2 separate regions of the Mus musculus genome follow, and region 1 is linked to region 2. Evidence: chromatin contacts called from public HiChIP or PLAC-seq data. All regions are on one chromosome and are shown on one strand. The core of a region is the stretch at or near the end of the contact, and the rest is flanking DNA. Distances in the headings are between cores, read along the strand shown. Region 1 has its middle 12 kb from the start of Cd55. Region 2 holds the start of Cxcr4 (chemokine (C-X-C motif) receptor 4).

What was found. HiChIP or PLAC-seq counts read pairs in DNA pulled down with a chosen protein or histone mark.
Region 1: a contact with region 2 is called in an H3K4me3 HiChIP or PLAC-seq map of pro-B cells, with 5 times the contacts expected there. The contact joins the enhancer-like site here to the promoter of Cxcr4 in region 2. A contact is called at or near these places in 2 of 39 promoter capture datasets (embryonic stem cells and hippocampal neurons), 1 of 484 Hi-C or Micro-C datasets (B cells) and 3 of 115 datasets of contacts at active chromatin or transcription factors (astrocytes, embryonic stem cells and pro-B cells).

What each region holds. Positions count from the first base shown.
Region 1 is chr1:130,472,998-130,476,983 of GRCm38.p6, forward strand. No RefSeq gene overlaps it. Among named protein-coding and RNA genes, the nearest start is that of Cd55, 12 kb to the left of the region's middle. Within about 2 kb of position 1,439, at least 80 of the 459 cell types and tissues checked have an H3K27ac peak or open chromatin away from gene starts, as enhancers often do. A contact at or near this core is called in B cells and pro-B cells, where this site is marked.
Region 2 is chr1:128,589,960-128,593,871 of GRCm38.p6, forward strand. Cxcr4 (chemokine (C-X-C motif) receptor 4) reads right to left here and starts at 2,340. Exons shown (of 2, transcript NM_009911.3): 1 at 2,230-2,340. The coding sequence starts at 2,250.

The DNA.
Region 1 (3,986 bases), core at 189-2,688, 1.9 Mb after region 2:
GGTAGCAAGGTCCACCTGGAACTCCAAGCAGGGTTAGTAGAAACTACACACTACAGTGCTGAGATTGCAGACAATTTTCACCATGCCCTGCTTCCCTCTACATCTTGAAGTTAGTCCTGTCTGGTCCCATCGTCTACTACAGCTGCTCTGATGGAGGCTGTTAATGATGCTTGCATCATGAGTGACCTCATTTCTTGGGTCTAGCAGCAGAGAGGATCCCACTGGTACTTTTCACCTTAATATACTTCCTTCTCAGCAGCACCGTGTGTTTCTGAGTCTAGCTCACTGTCTGTGCCTTTCTAGCCTATTTTATTGCCTCCTATTTGTCTCCATAAATTCCAAACAAAATGCTTGACTTCTCTGTCCCTCAATCTGTCCCTGTTAGACCTAGTGGAGAAACCCCCACACAATTCCCGATTCAGCGTGCACCCAAAAAATCACAAAGGACCATCTCCTAATGTAATTACATGAGGACGTTTAATGACGGAGCTCTGGACCGACATGCATCCCACACAGGAGATAACGGATGTCGGCCACGAGGCTCAAAAGCTAGGGGTTTTTATGGGGTAAGGGGCTTAGGGGTGTGGAATTCAGCATAGCGACACACTATTGGCTTATTCAAACATTAACAGAAAGATTACAGGGCATCAGGACTTTGTTCCTGTGGGCTGGGGGCTTATCTTTGTTCACATAGCAACCAGTTGATGTATGACTTTACCTGGCGTCAAGGGGCAATAGACAGAGGGGAGGTTCCGGCCAGGTGGTGTTGACCCAGACAAGATAGCCCTGCTTGTACAATCAAGCTGTTCTTAGGAATGTCTTAACAACAGCCCTGTCTGTTCTGCTTTGTTCTCGGCCCCAGGCCGGGGCTCATAGACAACTTTTTTTGCATGAATCACAAGATATAAAATCTCATTTTCTTTTATCCCCTTATCCCAACATCTGTTACTCTGATGATATCCAGTCTTATACATTCATATGACATCAAATACTATGAATTCTCAAATCATATATTTAGTCTGCATCACTTTCCTGAATATATAAGACCTGGTTGCTTAGTTGGCAACTTGAGTAGGAGAGATAAAAGATGTTTTAATGCTAGAAAGAGAGAAAAAAAAAAAAACAAAAAAAAAAACCAGAGGTCCAATTTCTTCCTACACCAGTTTCCCGTTTAGTGAATGGCATTCCATCCTCCACTTAGGATGGTTTAGGTCCAGCTCCCAAGGGTCATCTTTTTTACCTCACTTTGTCTCATAATCCACCTAGAAATTTAACAAATATTATACTCTCCTCTCTACCTTCAAATTACAGCTCAAAGTAGACAGGATTCCCCTTTCACAATCTTATGCAAGCAGCCTTCCTTCCTTCCTTTCTAGCCACTGAGAAGGGGAGGTGTCTGCCACTCCCCTTACTCTCACATTCCTGAGGGCAGGTTACTTGGCAGCTGCATATGTGTCCTGGCTTCCTTGCTTTCAGGAAACTCACACACAGTCGCTGACCAGGCCCCATGGTCTCCTTCTCCCTTTCTTTTCTGCCCTCATCTCCCCAGACTCCCCCACCCAGTGTTAACTGGTTTCCTTGTCCTGGCTTTTGAGCTCACAGAACAGAATCCCAAACAGATCAAAGTCCCACTCAGAGTCCGTGACTACTGTTTCATACAGATGTCTCCATGCTTTCTATACATCCCTGAAGACCTTCTTCTTAAATACTTAAGGAAGGCCCTTTTATGCCATTGTGTTTGATATAGAAATGTACCCCACAATTACAGGTCTAGTACCTCCCTTTATATTCATTCCTTCAATGCTTACCACAACTCATAGCTTTTAATAATTTGTTAATTGTGCGTATTCCCACAATTGAGTGTGAACTTCATACACAGAAAGGTTTTTTTTTTTTTTTGTCTTTTGTATTAAATGCAAAACCCCAGACTCCTAGATCAGTGCCCTGTATATAGTATATACTCAATAAATGTTGCTGAATAACTGAATTCATGCACAGATTTTATAACCATAAAACTCCCATTCAAACAACATGCTTATGAATCCTCTTAAAATATTGAAGATTTGGCAACACTGGGCGTATCCTCCCCAGCTAACAGGTACCGGAGAGGGGCTTAGGAGCCATTTCCTTCTAATGCTCACCACCACTTCCTGTTATTCTCACCCAGGTTGACTGAGCGTGACCCGACTCTCCAGTGACACCCAGTCTGGGTCTGTTTGTATCAATGGGAAACAACACCTACTCCTTTCCCCAAAGGTAGTTTTCAAAAAAACAGGAATTGTTTTACTTTATAAAATCGCTTTATTATAACGATCTAAAAAAAAAAAATCAATAAACACACCTAGATTAAGGAAGCCACTCAAGCAAACACTTGCCCAGTCCCAAGTTCTGTCATCTCTAGGAACTTCTCTGCAGTTAGAATTGCCATTCTGAAGTGTCACTAATAGTTACATTTTAATGCACTTGTCCATGTGAAAAAGGAAAAAAGAATTTAAAAAAAATTAAAAAAAAAATACTAAGACACAATTGAAACCAGAAAGACAATGAATGTATATCCTCTTGTGACTCATGGGTCTTTTGCCCGCATTCCTTCCCTTCTTTTGCCTAATTCTCATTCCCTTTCCTAAATGTAATTCCATGTATACACACAGATGTTTGCATATATGAATATGTATATGTTTGTTCCAGTTTTTTTTTTCTTCTGAGTTTGGGTGCCCTTGCTTATCATTATTCTAAGTCCATCCATTTTTCTGCAAAAACTTCCCATTCCTTACAGCTCAGTAATATTCTGTTTTGTATATATACTACATTTTTGTTATCCACTTGTTGATGGACATTTGGTCCATTGCCTTGCTAGTGTAAGCAGAGAGACACTAACCATGGATGTGCAGGTATCTCTGTGATAGGATATGGAGCTCTCTGCGATATTCCCGAGAGTGGACAGCTGGGTCGTGTGGTGGTTCTGCCTTTAAGTTTTTGAAGAATGAAACTCCTTTGTGTGTGCACTGTGCATGCTCAGTTCATCTCTTTTGGTTCTTCTAGGCTGAGCATGCCTGCACCACTTTCTTTCCCTCTAGGAAAGTATGGCTCGGCACATACTGATACCACCTTGTACTCCAATCGAACACTGCTGATTTTCAGACTCAATGGCCAACTGTCTGCCAAAGACCACTAAGAGCATTCTCAGAGCTCCCCCAAGTCCATCCTGCAAAGGAGGCATTTTCTTCTGACCTCTAACCTGCTGTTTTTTCTCTACTGTGTTTCTAATTAGTAACATCACAGGACATCATGTAAATTTGGGGTGGACTTCAGGATCTTGGAATTGATCTTCTTTCTCCTCATCTCCAACACACTTTTCCCCCATTTATTTATTATTTCATTCTTGGGTACTTAATTACAATCATATCTATCCCTGACTCTTTCCTCTTCAAATCTTCCTGTTTCCCCAACCTCTCTAAAATGTCTGACCCCTTTTTCCTTCATTATTATTGTTACACACATGTACTCGTGCAAATTAATACCGAGTCAGATTGGTACTGCTTATATGTGCATGTGCTTAGAGCTGACCACTTGGGACTGGATAACCTATCATGGAGCTTGTCCCTGAAGGAAACTGATTCTCCTTCTCTGTAGCAATTAATTCCTTAGAACTCTTCATCTAGGGTATGACCTTTTGAAAACTTTCCCATCCACGTTGGTATGTCAACTGGTGTTGTCCTTATGCAAGTCTTCTTTAGCTAAAGATACTGTTGAGGTTTCATGACCAGAGAAATTATTGAGTCTAATAGAAAGCCTATAACTGTATTCTCCTAAACCATTCTAATTTCTAGCTATATTCTACTTTTCCTTAGAACCACAGATGGATGCAGCATGCCTGCCATGTCTGGAAGACACTATTTAGCATCAGGAGTCCCAGTGTGCTGACTCTAACAGTCTTCCATAATGTTTCCTGAGCATTAAGTGTAAGAGTGAATTACATATGTATC
Region 2 (3,912 bases), core at 1,090-3,589:
TTAAGTGTTTCTGTTGCCTAAAAAGCTAGTATTGATTGCAGGTTTTAACACAACCTTTCCCAGGAAACTCCAAAGGGCTGGTTAAGGTCCAGAGAGAACACAGAATCCTGCAACCAATGGTGTTCTCCATCTTCCACCAGTCACTTGTTATATGCCCTCTTTAGTGGAACCAATTAGGAGAGTCTTTGCTTAGAACAAAAGGACATTGAGAGTCTAAGGACTTCACAGCTTAGTCTTGAATAGCTCTCCTGCCCCGCCCACGAGAGGAAAGGACAAAAAAAAAACCTCGGAGGAAAAAAAGTAAAGCCCCCCCCAACCACAAACAAACAAACAAAAACCCAAGCCAAAAAAACCCACAACCAAACCAAACAAACAAATCCTCCATTCAAACAAAGAAGTCACTCTCAAAACTGTGTGCGGTGGTATCCAGCGGCGTGGGGTTAAAGTCTGTGTTGAAGGAGATGGGATTTCTGTATGAGGATTAGCCAAAGGAGGAAGGAAAGAAAGAAAGAAAGAAAGAAAGAGAGAGAGAGAGAGAGAGAGAGAGAGAGAGAGAGAGAGAGAAAGAAAGAAAGAAAGAAAGAAAGAAAGAAAGAAAGAAAGAAAGAAAGAAAGAAAGAAAGAAAGAAAGAAAGAAAGAAAGAAAGACGGAGCTTGACGGTGGGGGTCCCCCAAAGACTCTTAGCTTTTTAGGCGCAAAACCTTGTTTTTCTCACGTCTGTCTAACACAAACTATTACATTTCGAGTCATGCGTAGTGAAGAAAGCTGGATAATGTGAAGGTCTTTGGGGGTTTAGGGTCAGCAGAGTGTTAGAAAGGAGCAAATAGCACTCCCCTACTTCACCCCGTGCGGCGCTTCTCTGGAAGGTGGGTCTCTCTTGCCAAACCCATGTTTATCACTGGGTGGATCTGGGACGTTAGAGTCACACTGTCCTGGGTGGGGAAAGTCACGGGGTCTGTACCCCGTGGTTTTCGCCCCCAAGTTTCACTTCCTCACTTTCCGGTCGCTTCCCATCCTGCAGCGGACCCAGTTAGTTACTGGAGTCCGAGGTAGGCAGCAGGAGTGGTCCAGACCGTGCGCACCCCGATGTCCGAGTCACCCACCTAGGGGCTGGCACCGTTGCCCATCATACCCAGGTCTACGACCAACACACAGCGGTTCTAGGGGTTCCTCCTGGCTGCGCGCCAGGATCGTTCCTCCGGGTGCGAGCGACAGATTGGGCTGCTCCAGCGCGAGCGCCTTTGAATTGCGCGCCGCCGGAGGAAACGGAAAAAAAAAAAAAAATCACCAAAGAACAAAACCCTCCCTAAGCGAGGGGGTTTCAAAAGGCTCAGGAAACCACCGACGGTTAAACACTGGGGCTCAGTCAAACAGTCTCCGAGCTTGCACCTGTTCATCCCTCCGGCGACCCGGCACAACCCAGGTGCGGTCCCAACATGCCCTCCTGTCCCCAACCGCCGTCATGGCCAGCAGCATCATGGTACAGACTTATGACCCTTTCTCAGGAACGATCCTAAAGGCAAGCCCGACCTCGGGAGGTTCGTTTGCCACTGCGGGGAAGTGGCGGGTCGGATGCCCGCAAAGCGCTGCTGCTCCATCCCAAAGCGACGTTCTCTCCGCGGCTGCCGCAGTTTGTGCCCCCCCTCTAGGCAAGCGACGCGGCAGACTAGCTCACTTTTCCCGCCGAAGACGGGCGCTCCTCTGTCTGCACTATGGAATTTCAGAACCGCACTCCTAACTCCAAGAACCGCTCCAAGACGCTCCGGTTCGAAGCTCACCCAGAATGTAGTGCCTACGCGTGCCGACTAAAGTCTCTAAATTCACACAATGTAAGAAACTCTAAGAAAACTCCTGTTTTCAGGAGGACCAGACGATGGTCTGAGTCTTGGGACAGAGGGCAAGCCCTTCTCCCTTTTTCAAAAAACTGGGACGTTTGCAAACAGCGTGCAAGTCGGCGCGCGCCGCGGGACTCAAGGGGGAGGGAAACAAGAGCAACCTTAGGAAAGCTCCATCTGAACCCGTCCCACTCAACTTACTGGCAAAAATATTCCTATCTTCCTCCCCCTATAGCCATGTTCACACACATAAAAAAAAATTAGTTCCCGCTCCTCCTTGTGACCCTGACACCCCTCAAGGTTTTAGTTGCTTCAACCCGCTCCTTAAAGGGGCTGAGCTCTAAGTTCACACGTTTGCACGTTTACTATAAAGTAGGATGCAAGTGGACTTACACTCACACTGATCGGTTCCATGGCAACACTCGCTCTACAGCCGTGGTGGTTACCGGAGCACCAAACGCCTCAGAGGTTTCACTGCTACCTGCTGCACCAGGCAACAAAATTGAAGTTTCTGGCCCGAACCGGACTTTTATAAAAACACGCTCCCGGGGCGGCGCATGCGCAGCTCGGACGGGGCGGGAGGAGACTGGCGGGGGCGGGGCGCAGGGCGCGGGCAAACAGAAGTCCAAGAGCCACTGCTGTTGTGTTTTAAGTCAGTATGGGTCCAGAGCCTGGCCGGATAATGTTCTCAGAGTTGGGGAAAGCAGGATGCCAGCCAGGGTGTTTCTGCGGGTCGCGCATCCATCCTTACCCACGTGGATAGAATTTTAGACCTGGAGTTTACGGGTGGAGAACTTGAGACAAGACTGGGGATGGGGGTGTGTGACTTGGAGCCTGCCTAACCAGTAGGCGGCAATGTTGGAACCTCCGCCAGGGTTCTATACTCTGAGCTGTCAGGAGTGATTACTACCAAAACTCTTCCAAGCAAGTGTGTGTTACTACATATTCATATAATGACATTAGGGTCAGGTGTGGCAGAAAGCACTTGCGGACCCATCCAGAAGCAGATATACTCCCAGGAAGAAAGTCACAATAGTGGCAACAATTTCGTGAAGAGATTTGGGTGTGTGTGTATGTAAAATGATTGAAATGTGCTTTATTATAAAGAATTGAGCGGCGAGGACTTTGTGTAATCACATCCTAAGAAATCCGCACAGAAACACTGGTTCATTTTCATTTCATAAGCACATAGGGGGATGCATCTAGTTAACAGATAATTACAGAGTCCCAGCTGGGAAGCTAGCCGCGATTCATGCGCAGTCAGTGGGCGCTCCACGAGCTCCAAGAGACCAAATGGAGCAGCCTGGGACTGCAAAGCCTGGCCTGAGCCCAGAGCTTTCGCTTCATGCCTATCTCGCGTCTCCCACGCAGAACACTAAGATGGGAAGTCTTAGTGAAGAGCTAGTTAGGTCAGGTTGGGGGCGTGGATGGCTAGGGAATCTCAGACAGGCTAAGGTTGCAGTGGGCGCCCAGACTGCTTCCCAGGCTCGCGCGGGATCCGACCGGCGCCGAGCCTGGGCTAGGCGGGGAGGGAGAAAAGGGTGGGGTCAGAACCAACCAGACCTCCAGCCAGAGACCGCGGGATCCAATGCCGGGGGCACTGGGGGTGGTGAGACATCCGGCAGCAGGAGCCTGGGTTGCTATGCAACCCAGATACCGCCCCCACCCCCTCCTGGAATGGACCAAAGGATAGGCAGGCCCAGACTGCGCCCTCAACTCCATCCCCGCCCCACTTCTCCCGTTCCTTTTTTGTTTGTTTGTTTGTTTGTTTGTTTGTTTTGTTTGAGGCAGTTTTATGTAGTACAGGCTGGACTCAGGCTCCGTATGTAGTTAAGGATGACCATGAATTTCTGATGATCCCGTTTGTCACCTGCCTAGTACTGGGATTACAGTTGTGTGCCACCACGCCCAATTTTCGTGCTGATAGGGCTTAAATCAGAGCTTTGTGTAGGCTAGGCAAGCAGTCTACTAACTGTACTATCATTTGCACCTCCTTCTTTAGCTAAGGAAGGCTTTCGGTTGGAAGTGCTGGGGAGCTGTTTTACAGCCTGGGAACTCGTCTCTCTCCATCTTCCT